Regions from separate parts of the Cricetulus griseus genome. Here region 2 is linked to region 1. A link is a contact called in public Hi-C data. All regions are on one chromosome and are shown on one strand. Each heading gives the region's core, a stretch centred on a gene start, on an enhancer-like site or on the middle of the called end of the contact. The rest is flanking DNA. Distances are from core to core; before and after follow the strand shown.

Region 1 (5,467 bases), core at 321-2,820:
GCAACAAATTAATAGCAGGGTGAGAACTAATGTGGGCTATTTAGTGTAAAATTTAGTATCTCTTGTTAATTCACAGAAATTAATACTTACACCTCCATGTAATCAAAACGCGTGCTGTCGGTGACCTCAGATATGGGCTTTTTTAAGATCTCTAGATCCGGAAGTGACTTCCAATCAACAGAAGACCAAGAAGGGAGATCCCGCAGCAGAAAATATCTCCAGAGAATTGGGTCTCTTACGGTTTCATTCCAGTAACGATTTGTACTTCCCAACTGGCACAGATCATGGGGTGAAAGAAATGACAAAATATACAGCTGTACATCGATCTGAAACAGGCAAGTAACACATAAGAAAAGTGAGCAATTTGTCTTGGAAGACTGTGGCAACTTAGATAATCAACAAAGAATTGCTATACTAAAGACCAACTGAATGGGTCATTCTTTCTACTATTTAAATCCATTTTATTTTTCTTTCATCCAGAGAAAAATAGAAACTCAACATTTTAATTCCTACCACATATGAAACGTTCTTCAAAGCCCCAAGGCTTCGTCTTCCTATTTTTCAAGCAAAATAACCACTTCCTTATTTTTCTTCCCTTGGGTATTTTGATATAGCAGATAATTAATAATTTCTTCCTCAAAATAAATGTGCATCGAGTGGAAATTTTTCTGATTTTATCACTAGATCAAATGAAAGCGTGTGAATCTGTCATCTGAATTTCTCTAGTCTATTAACCTGTTTCAAGGGATACAGGCAAGAAACGTGTGTGTGTGTGGGGGGATCATTAAGGAATGAATATCAGTGGGACGTACCAATAATTCAGCTGAGATAAAAGAAATGTAATAATCAACAATGGGTAATCTCTTCATTTTCTGATCTTTCTCTGAAACTTTAAATAACATGCACTCTCTTTGTGACCTGTTCTAACTTGAGGCCCTGGTAACTTTGCTTATTTCCAATTACATGGCAGTTTTGTTGTTTAGTATATAGCAAACTTGCTTGCTCCAGGCAACCTCCTAACTGGAATATACTGAGCCTGGGCCTGAAGATAAAATGTGCAGAACAGAGACAATGGAATGCTTTCCCGATCTAGCCCATTTCCTTAACCAGATTCCCGGATAATCCTATTTGGACGACTGGCAGTCTGTGGGAGAACTCGGTGGTCACTAGTGTCTTGTCTGGCTGGAGGCCACCAAGAGTCAACGTCCAGGCGACTGTGGCTGCTGCCCCTCAGGGCGAGCACACAGCCGGAAGTGGCAGCCGGGCGGCCCCTCTGCGCGGCCTGCGGTCTGGGCTGGCTCACCGGCAGCCGCCTCAGCGCGCTGGTGTCCTCCTCCGCCTCCTCCTGGGAGACCGTCCGCGTCGCCCGCTCTTTGCCCACCGAATGCCAGAAGGTCCTCCAGCCGCTCAGGATGGCGGCCTCCAGGCGGCTCCAGTCGCTGGCGGGCGGCGGGGAGCCGGCTCTTCCGGGCTCGCTTCCAGCCATGGCCGCTGTCGCCGCGCGACCCAGACCGCCTCACGGGCTTCCTGGCCGCTCGGCCTCCGTCTCCGCCTCCGCCTGCCGTGCTGGGCCGAGCCGGGCTGGCCTACTGGGCGCGGTTCCGGGCCGAGATTCGCGCCAACCATCGCTCACCCACTCACGGGTGCTGGCCATCGCAGCCAGCAAACTCACCACTGCCGGAAACCCTCTGGCCCCGGAATGACTGCCCCCCACCCTGTGTCCCTTACCCCAGACTATTGTCCTCTCTGTCCCTGGCTCTGTTCACTTCAAGGACCTAGGAGCGATGGCTTGTTGAATAACCCCCTTTTCTGTGATCTTGGTCCTAATTACACTTGCTTCCCCTTAAGAATTAGGTGTAAGCCTGCTGTGTGTGTGTGCATCTGTGTTCTGGGGTCACCTATCTACCGCTTTCTTGGAGTTTAGTAAAAACTAAGCCTATGGAGACTAAGGAATCCGTGGAACTCAAGTTCTCCATGAAGCCACATCTGTGTTAAAGATATTGCAGGATGTGTGGCACTGGCTCACTCGCACATCCTGCTTTGGAGAACGAGAAGGTATTGTAGATGAAGAGCCAAAACTGACTCAAGCACTGTCCTTTTAATAGCTCTTTACCTTCAATCTCTGCATTTGGTCTAACTTCATCAGGAATATTAGGTAAAACTTGTGGTTAGTAAGCTTAGCAAACACCCAGTGTTTATAAATGTTCTAAGATTTATTTTAACTATATATATGTGGGTATTTGCATGAACATGCAGGTTCCTGCAGAGGCCAGGGCACACATTGCCTAGGGCTGGAATTACACAAAGTTGCTCCACCCACTCAGGTCTTCTGTAAGAAGAGTGCATGCTCTTAACTGCTGAACCATCATCTCTCCAGCCCCCTTTACTTAAATAATGTAACATTTAAAACTCAGAGAAGATTCATCCAGTTTGATCTAGGCTGTCTACATAATGCCTCCATCAGGGCAGGTGGTGAATGTCTTTGATTTATGGCCTTTGCTATTTTGCCTCAAAAAAGCACCCAATCATTGGGTATTTTATACCAAAATGGTGAGTTTAGGCCTACTACAAAAATTTAACTACACTAAAAAATTGTTCAATGATCTATCATAAAAAACAGGATGGAAAAAAATTTGATAGGAAAACAGAATGTGGCATTCTTAAAAGTAACTAATGAATTTTTAACCTTTCAAAAAAGCCATGACTATTCTGCTCACTTTGATAGTAAAAGAAATTTAAGAAACTAGAGGTAGACTACAAAACAAAACAGTATTATATAGCACTGGATATAGTTTCTTTAGGAAAGACGCAAATACCTGTTTGGTAGCATGTGTCAAGCATTTTCAAGTAGATTATCTCCATCTAATCCCAAAGTCCATTTCAAATCTAGACTTGTCTCAGGGGATACTTTGACTTAATATTCTCATTTTAATTATTTAAAATCTTTTAAGAATATTTAGTAAGGACCAAAACATGTTACACTGCAGTAAGACAAATAACTTTTAACTTTCCAATCAAAATAACCTAAAGGTGTAAAATCCTGCTCTTGAGAGCAAGCATGAGAGGTGGATCCCACATAATTTAAAGTCATTGTCAACCTATAACTGCTTACCATTCCAAGACACAGAGCTATATTCTTTTTTAGTGAAAAACATTTAAAATTTATGATCTTGTACATACAATTAGTTTAACTTCTATTGTCAAAATGTTTTCCTGCATCTAATCCATAGGATGTTTAAAAATTAATCCCATTTTATAATCTTCAAAGTAGAAGGCAAGGTCCATCCACATCCTTATAAATATTAAATCTTTAAAGAACACACGAGGCTACAGGAAATAGTTGCTAGTATATAAACATTAAAATAATAGATACTTAACAATATATGCCAGCATGTAACAGTACTTACTGCTCAGTAGTAAACCCTAAATACTTTTCAATAGAACCCTTCATTCAAAAGGGAATACCAAAAGATCTAAATGACAAGGAACAGAAATTCAACAAAGCTTGATGCTGGGGCAACTGAGGCTCCATGGGAATCTAATTTTACAATGATTATTATTCCATATGCCATTGCTAGTAGTGAATAGGCCAACAACGGGCTCAGGTAAACAGGAAAAGGGGTAAAGTCTCAAGAATTAAGTTCTTATATGTCATTTCTTACCCCTAAGTTGTGTTTTATTTTCAGGGAAAGAAAATAAGCACAAGAAAGTATCAGTTATGAAGAAATGAAATGCCGCTGCCTCTTATATTACAAGGAAATGAGAATTGTTTATTGAATGAAGAAGTCAGCTTCATTATGGAAATATTTATTAAAAATAAGATTGAGGGGGTAGAGAGATGGATCAATGGTTACTAGCTCCTCCCACTCTTGCAGAAGGTGGGAGTTGGAGTCCCAAAACCACATCAGGTGACTTCAAACCCCCTGAAACTCCAGCTCCACAGGATCAGAAGCCTCTATCCTTCGTGAGTCATGTGCACAGAAACACACCATTTAAACATTCTTAAATAGAATATTGAAAGTCAGAAAGATTCAATAATTTATATAGAGTCACAAGGAAATGGCAGGGTTGTGATTTAATTCAGGCCTTCTAGCTCCAGAACTCACAATCTAAATCATTATGCTAACCTGTCTTCAAGTTATTAAGACCAGAAAGGAAAAAAAAAAAAAAAAAGCATTCAGAAATTAAGATAGCAAACTGAGAGGAAATCTTTTTATTCTGATGCAAAAATAAAATATTAAAGAAAACAAGAAACAAGTAGGGGAAAGTGATTTTATTTTATTAATCATATGTTCCAAAACACTGTAGTTGAAAAATGTCACTAAAAGTTGCAAAAACAGAACTACTAAACACCAGCATAAGTACATAGTGAATACTTCAATTCCAGCTATATTAAGCTCATGTTAATACTTCCATAATGTATTTTTTTATAGTAAAAGAACTCAGGGTAAGTAATACTAGAGAACTATGGGATCCTGGATTCTGTGGCAGATGGGATATCCTCATGGAGTTACAAAAGGGGCCCTAGAAGATGAACCAAGGAAACAAGCAATCTAAAAGTAGACCATGTTAGTATGGGTTTTCAAAGTGTCATGAAGCTAACTCTGAGAACACCTTCAGATACAGCTCTCACACTTTAACGAATATCAGAGCACTGACCACAAGACTGTAAAGCTAGGAATGTAACTTGGTGGTGTGCTTTTAGTCATAACTCTGATCCGACTCTACTATATGCAAAACAAGGGAATGTCATGGTATGTGCCTTAACATCAAACAATGCACAGGAGTCAGAAAGCCTATAAACACCGAGACAGTCTCTTCAGTCTTTTTTGTTTTTGCTTTTTGAGCAGGTTTTCTCTGTGTAACAGTCCTGAAACTTTCTTTGTAAACCAAGCTAGCCTCAAACACACAATCAAGTCTTAAATCCCAATCCATATCTGATGGGGGAAATACTTCTGTGTATGTTTATAAATAAAGTACTTGCTTGGCCAATGAGACAGCAGGTTAGGCTGGACTAGGAGTCAAAGAGGATTCTGGGAAATGTAGTAGAGAAGTGGTGTTCCAGACAGGAAGTGACATAGCAAGGAGACTCATATTTAAGAAGAGGAAAAAGGAAGTGTTGCGCTCTTTCCCCTCGGCTCCTGCTCCAGCGGCAAGATGTGATCCACCAGCTAGGAGGGACGCCAATAAGGCGTCCGATAAGATAAGTCTTATAAAATATATAGATGTATGATGATTGATACTGAGCTAACAGATGAGAATCCTAGTCATTGGCCAAGCAGCATTGTAACTAATACAAGTCTCTCTGTGTATTCATTTGGGCCTAACTTGGGCAGGCGGCTGCCATAAAGCTTACACGTGGCGGTGGGGCTCAGCGGCTTTTGGCAGAAAGATTTATCGTAACACATATCAGAAAATTCATACTGAGTAAAGAATGATAAACATTTAAGGGTTGTGGAAAATCCTA
Region 2 (5,327 bases), core at 2,185-4,684, 65 kb after region 1:
GACAAAGCTTGGGTGGAGGGGTTTTTTATTGGGGGAAAGAGGGAAGGGGAGAAGGGAGACCAGCCTCTGGGGACAGGAGTGGCAGAAGAAAAGAGAATGGCAGAGAGAGAAAGAGAGGGGGGAGAGAGAAACAGACACACAAAGAGAAGCAGGGAGGGAGAGAGAGAGAGGGGGAGGGAGGGAGACACACACACACACACAGAGAGAGAGAGAGAGAGAGAGAGAGAGAGAGAGAGAGAGAGAGAGAGAGAGAGAGGAGGTGGGCCCTTTTATAAGGGAACATAGTGAATATGCACAGGTGGTGTTCTTAGTGGCTGCAGCTGAGGGTGTATCCTGTCAGATCCCCAAGGACAGGCCATTACAGAGGCCTGAATACTAATAGTGGGGCCAATTCTCCTGCTTTCACACCCTCAGGGTTGGCACTCCTAAACCTGAATCATCAAGGCCAGTTGCCCAGGCAAGGTGCTGCAGCTAGAGAGGGGCAGGGACAGCTCTCCTGCTCTTGTGACCTCAGGGTCAGCTCCTCTACCCCTCACTGCCTGTGAGAGGTGGAGGGCATCTCTACCTCATCCACACCACTATATCGAAGATGAGGGATGGTCCAGATATTTCATGCTCACAGCCGTACCCCTGTCAATAGGGTCAGTTCTGCTGTGCTGCTCAGGTGAGGTGCAGGGCTCACTTTCCTGAGTGCTGCAGCTGGTAAGGGGGAGAGATGGCTCAGTTGTTAAAGCCTAGGCTCACAACCAAAAATACACAAGGTTCCTCCGTGTAGTCCTGGCTGTCCTAGAACTTGCTCTATAAACCAGGCTGTTGTTGAACTCAAGAGATTCACCTGCCTGTGCCTCTCGTGTGCTGGGAAGAAAGGCATGCGCCACCACTTCCTGCCTTCAAGAATTTAAATTTCAGATTCAGAAATGAACTATTTTCAGAAGATGGATATATTTCGTGCAATATCCATTTTGGTTTACATTAACACTCTATAGAGTTGTGGCTTTTAGAGTTTTTTTAAACTCCTAAAATGTCTGAAGTCCTATAAAATTCAGTTTTTTTTTTTCTTTAGAAATTCTAGAAATAGAGAATGTTGGCTCCTGATGGCAAGCAGTGCCACCTGTTGGAGAGTCTATCAGCATCACCTTCAGTATTAAGGCACACAAAGGCTTTTCATACAGGATTTCTGTTAGAAATGCTGTGTTTCCCATTTGCCAACGGGCACACATCTTCAGTCTTTATATCGTGAGCGCTTAGATTTTAGGGATGTAGTTTACTCATTTTTTAATCATCAGTGATGATACTATTATATCAAACAAACTTATTTGATGAGTTTGTGAATTAGAGACACCATAGAAATACACATTCTCATGATAAGCTATCTATCTAGCAGATTTTTCAAGGCCAACACTAACTCTTTTTCTGGCCCAATTTTCCAGAGTCTTAGGCATTGCCTGGTTGCTATGCCAGGAGACAACTAAAACAAAGGGCAAATACATAGTCAGCCCCAGAGCCAAGATCAACAAATACAGAAGGTCATCCTTAAATAGAGCCAGGTTAAAATGTGTAATGTGTTGCAAAAATAAACAAAGAGGTATGAAAGAGTGGTCAGAAAAATTTCCAAGTCAATGAATGACTAACTATGTTCTTTTTTTTTTTTGGAATGGACTCTGTAGGCTTGGAGGTAGCTTCAGATATTTAAAACTACAGAAAACAAATGGCCTGTATCCACCTTTATGGGTTGTTTTATGATGATGATTTTATTAGTCATAGCTCTGGATATTATCACTGGTAATTGAGGACCTTACCAAAGGGACTCCTTTAAAAGGACTGATTATAGCTAAAGAAAAACAACATGACCTTTAAGTAACCCTGGAGGGAAAGCAGAGAGGTACTGTTGCCATCAGCCCTCACATAGGAGCCCTTAAGAGAACCAGTGTTTAGGAGTTTTGTAAATAGAAGGGAAGACAGCCTGAGGACTACAGATCCTGACATCACTGTACTCTGGACCTCACCCCTGATAGTGCATGCCCCTTGGCCCAGCCCTAGCAGAAGTCAATGCAGGGGAGCTCCTGGTTCAAGGCATAGGCTGGATACCAAACAGACTGGAAGCTAACTGTGGATTGTCAGGGACAAGTGATTGTGCTGGTCAGCTTTGACTGTCACTGTCAACTCATCACCACCTAGAATTACAAGGGGGAGAGAATCATCCCCTCCACAGCCCCCTCCCCCAGACAGGGATTCTCTGTATAGTCCTGGCTGTCCTGGAATTCAGGTGGCCTCAAACTCAGAGATCCACCCGCCTTTGCCTCCTGAGTGTTGGGATTAAAGGCATGTGCCACCACTGCCCAGCCTAGGGAGAGACTCTTAGTGAGGAATTATCTAGATCAGTTTGGACTGTGGGCATATTTTTGAGGGATTGTTTTGATTGGGTGAAGACACACCCCATGGTGGTGGTGCCATTTCATAGTCAGGGGTCATAAAGCATATAAGAGGAGAGAAGAAAGCTAGCTGAGAGCAAGCAAGGATCCTTCGTTTACTCCTGTTCTTGGCTGTGGATGTGTGGATATGAGGCTTCAATTTCCTGTTTGGTCTTTCCTGTGGTAATGGACCATAACCTGGAATTACAAGCTAAATAAATGAACACTTTCCCCTCTATGTTGCTTTTTGTCTGGCTATTTAATCACAGCTGTAGAAATGAACCTAGAATAGTTCATTCCTGTTAGAGAAGCTCTGGCTGGGAGGGGCAAATGGAATGCAGCAATAAATTCTTTTAACAAGTGCTCCCCAAGTATTTCTGCAGTCCTCTTTATGTGCTGTATAGCTGACAGGTGCTTGGGATGCAGAAGGGAAAGAAAAGAACAAAAACCAAAAAACCACCACCATCACACCACACCACCATACCACCACACCGCCATACCACCACTCCATCACCACTACCACCCCACCACCCCATCACTCCACCACCACCACCATCACACCACACCACCTCCACCAAAACCAACAGCAGGGCCCTTGTCACAGACTTTCTTCTGTTTGGGAAAGACAGATAATAGGTAGTCAGCATAAAAAATGGGCACATTTTCTAACACATTAGAACATTATGTAACCTGGAAAAAAGAAAAAGATCGAGCAAGAAGATTGGTACACTCCCAGTAGAGAGGCAGCTGTCAGTCATCAGTGCAGTGGTCAGAGTGGCATGAAGGTAGGTAGCATCTGAACCCACATGAAGGAAGTGGGCTGAGGGAGGAGCTCTATGGAGGGAGTTTCAGAGACAGTGGAAAGCCAGTGCAAAGGCCCTTAGGGAAACATTCCTGGCATGGCTAGGGGAGCCAAGAGGGCAATAAGGAGGTAGAGAAGTGGGCAGAGAGCCTAGAAGGAATGAGGCCATGCAAAGAGTGGGCCTTGTGGGCTGCTCTAGAGCTCTTTGCTTTGTTATGAATAAATAATGCCTTGCAAGGTTTTGAGCATAGCAGAGCCCTGTTCTCTCAGTTCTGTGTTTTATAAGGTGTTACTTGGCTGCCGTGTTCGAGGTGTGTTGTAGGGACAGAAGCAGAGGCAGACGAGGGCCCTCTGGTGCCCAGGAAATGAGGGTGAGGGATGGTTTGATCATTGAACAGTTTTGGAGTCAGGATGTCCTGATAGGCTTGGTCGGGAGAGTGAAAGACCACTTCTCTAATTTTGTCCTGCTCATTTCTAAGGAGAGAACTGCTCTTAGGCATGCCTGGATAGGCTGAAAGAGAAGCTAAATTTGGAAGAGAATTGCTAACCTGAAGTGGGGCCTGGGCCTTAGGGGCAGGCTAGAAACAAACAAATGAGGAAGGGTCTGGGGAAAAGAGGAGGAGGAAGAAGAGGAGGAGGGAGGAAGATGGAGGGAGGAAGGAGGAGGGATGAGGGAGGAGAAGGAAAACAGGAGGGAAGCAAGACTAGAAAGCCTTTCTCACTAGAAAGACAGCATCTTTAGTTATATGGAGACCTCTAGTGGAAAAGTATATTATTAACTACTTTAACTTTGAAGTAGTTTTCAAAGCAGGATTCATTCTGGGCAGTGGTTCACTTATTGTGTTTCATACTTAGCTGAAGACTGGATAGATGAGAAGCCAAAGACCTGCAAACTTCCCTCTGTGTCCTAAGCTAGGTGAAGTTAACCTTGTGTGTGATTTCACTCACAGACTTCATTGGAGCCCATTAATGGAAACTGACCAGGTGGAAAAAGTACATGCTACTTAGCCTTTAATGTTCTTTTGGAAAAAAGATACTCAGTTAGGGTTTCTATTGCTCTGAAGAGCCATCATGACCATGGCAACTCTTCTAAAGGAAAACATGGAATTGAGGTGACAGCTTCCAGTTTCAGAGGCTTAGTCCATTATCATCAAGATGGGACATGGAAACATACATGCTGGTCCTGGTCCTACATCTTGTAGGCAACAGGAAGTAGACTGAGTGTCACACTGAGCAAAGCTTGAGCAAAAGAGACCTCAAAGCCTGTCCCCAAAGTGACACACTTCTCCAACAAGGCCACACCCACTTTAACAAGACCACACTTCCTAGTAGTGCCACTCCCTTTAGGGGCCATTTTCCTTCAAACCACCACAGATACTAAATACAAACAATATACATATTTGTATGCCTCTGGCGGATAGGAAGCAAAGGTTACTGAATGATTAACAGTTTCTTGTTATCTACACACTTTGAGGGATATGGTATGCAGGATGCTGTGGGAAGGTGAGACAAAAGGTTTCAATTAGGAAGGAGCCATGTGAGCTGGAATGGGCACCGATAAGCTTGATAACAGTGGAGGCAGGTGGTTGCTGAAAGAATATTAGTGGTTTGTCACATAGGCTGCCATACTTAACACCTTTGCTTGTCAAAACATATGGGATGTCTCTAGTGGTTAAGATTCATTTCCTCTAGCTCATTCTTCTGTTAGGTTCCATAGTCAAAGCTAAAATTCTGCAGGGGGTCTGTCTACACCATGGCAACCCATCTTTCGGATGAACCGTCTCCCAGTGCCTCTTCTCCATCCCCGTGGCCTCCACTTTAATTCAGATACTCAGCATTGTTTGGACCATGCCAAGCTTTTAATTGACTTCATTGTATAGCCTATCACCTTTCAGCAGTGCTCATCATCTCCTGTCCTTCAGGATGAAGTCCTTCAAGGCAGATCACGATCAGGTCCTCCTCCCAGTCCTGCCTCCAGAGCACATCTGTTCACGCTGAGCTCTGAGGAAGATGCCTCAGGATCTCCATCTCTTACTGTGTTCTCAAACTCCGTTTCCCTTCTGCTCCCATCTATTTTCACCTTCTGTATGACCTTTTCCCCTCATCTGGACTCT

What was found. A called contact is a pair of places that touch in the nucleus more often than the background predicts.
Region 2: a Hi-C map of liver shows a contact between it and region 1, with 3 times the contacts expected there. The contact joins the enhancer-like site here to the promoter of Fbxo4 in region 1. A contact is called at or near these places in 3 of 8 Hi-C or Micro-C datasets (the CHK-Q cell line, the CHO-K1 cell line and liver).

The regions. Positions count from the first base shown.
Region 1 is chr2:338,187,764-338,193,230 of CriGri-PICRH-1.0, forward strand. It overlaps Fbxo4 (F-box only protein 4), which reads right to left and starts at 1,571. Exons shown (of 7, transcript XM_035440589.1): 1 at 1,304-1,571; 2 at 91-272. The coding sequence starts at 1,486. It overlaps C2H5orf51 (UPF0600 protein C5orf51 homolog), which reads right to left. Exons shown (of 5, transcript XM_027401381.2): 5 at 5,377-5,467.
Region 2 is chr2:338,250,892-338,256,218 of CriGri-PICRH-1.0, forward strand. All of the region lies in intron 3 of Oxct1 (succinyl-CoA:3-ketoacid coenzyme A transferase 1, mitochondrial), which reads left to right. Among named protein-coding and RNA genes, the nearest start is that of Oxct1, 16 kb to the left of the region's middle. Within about 2 kb of position 3,435, at least 1 of the 6 cell types and tissues checked has open chromatin away from gene starts, as enhancers often do.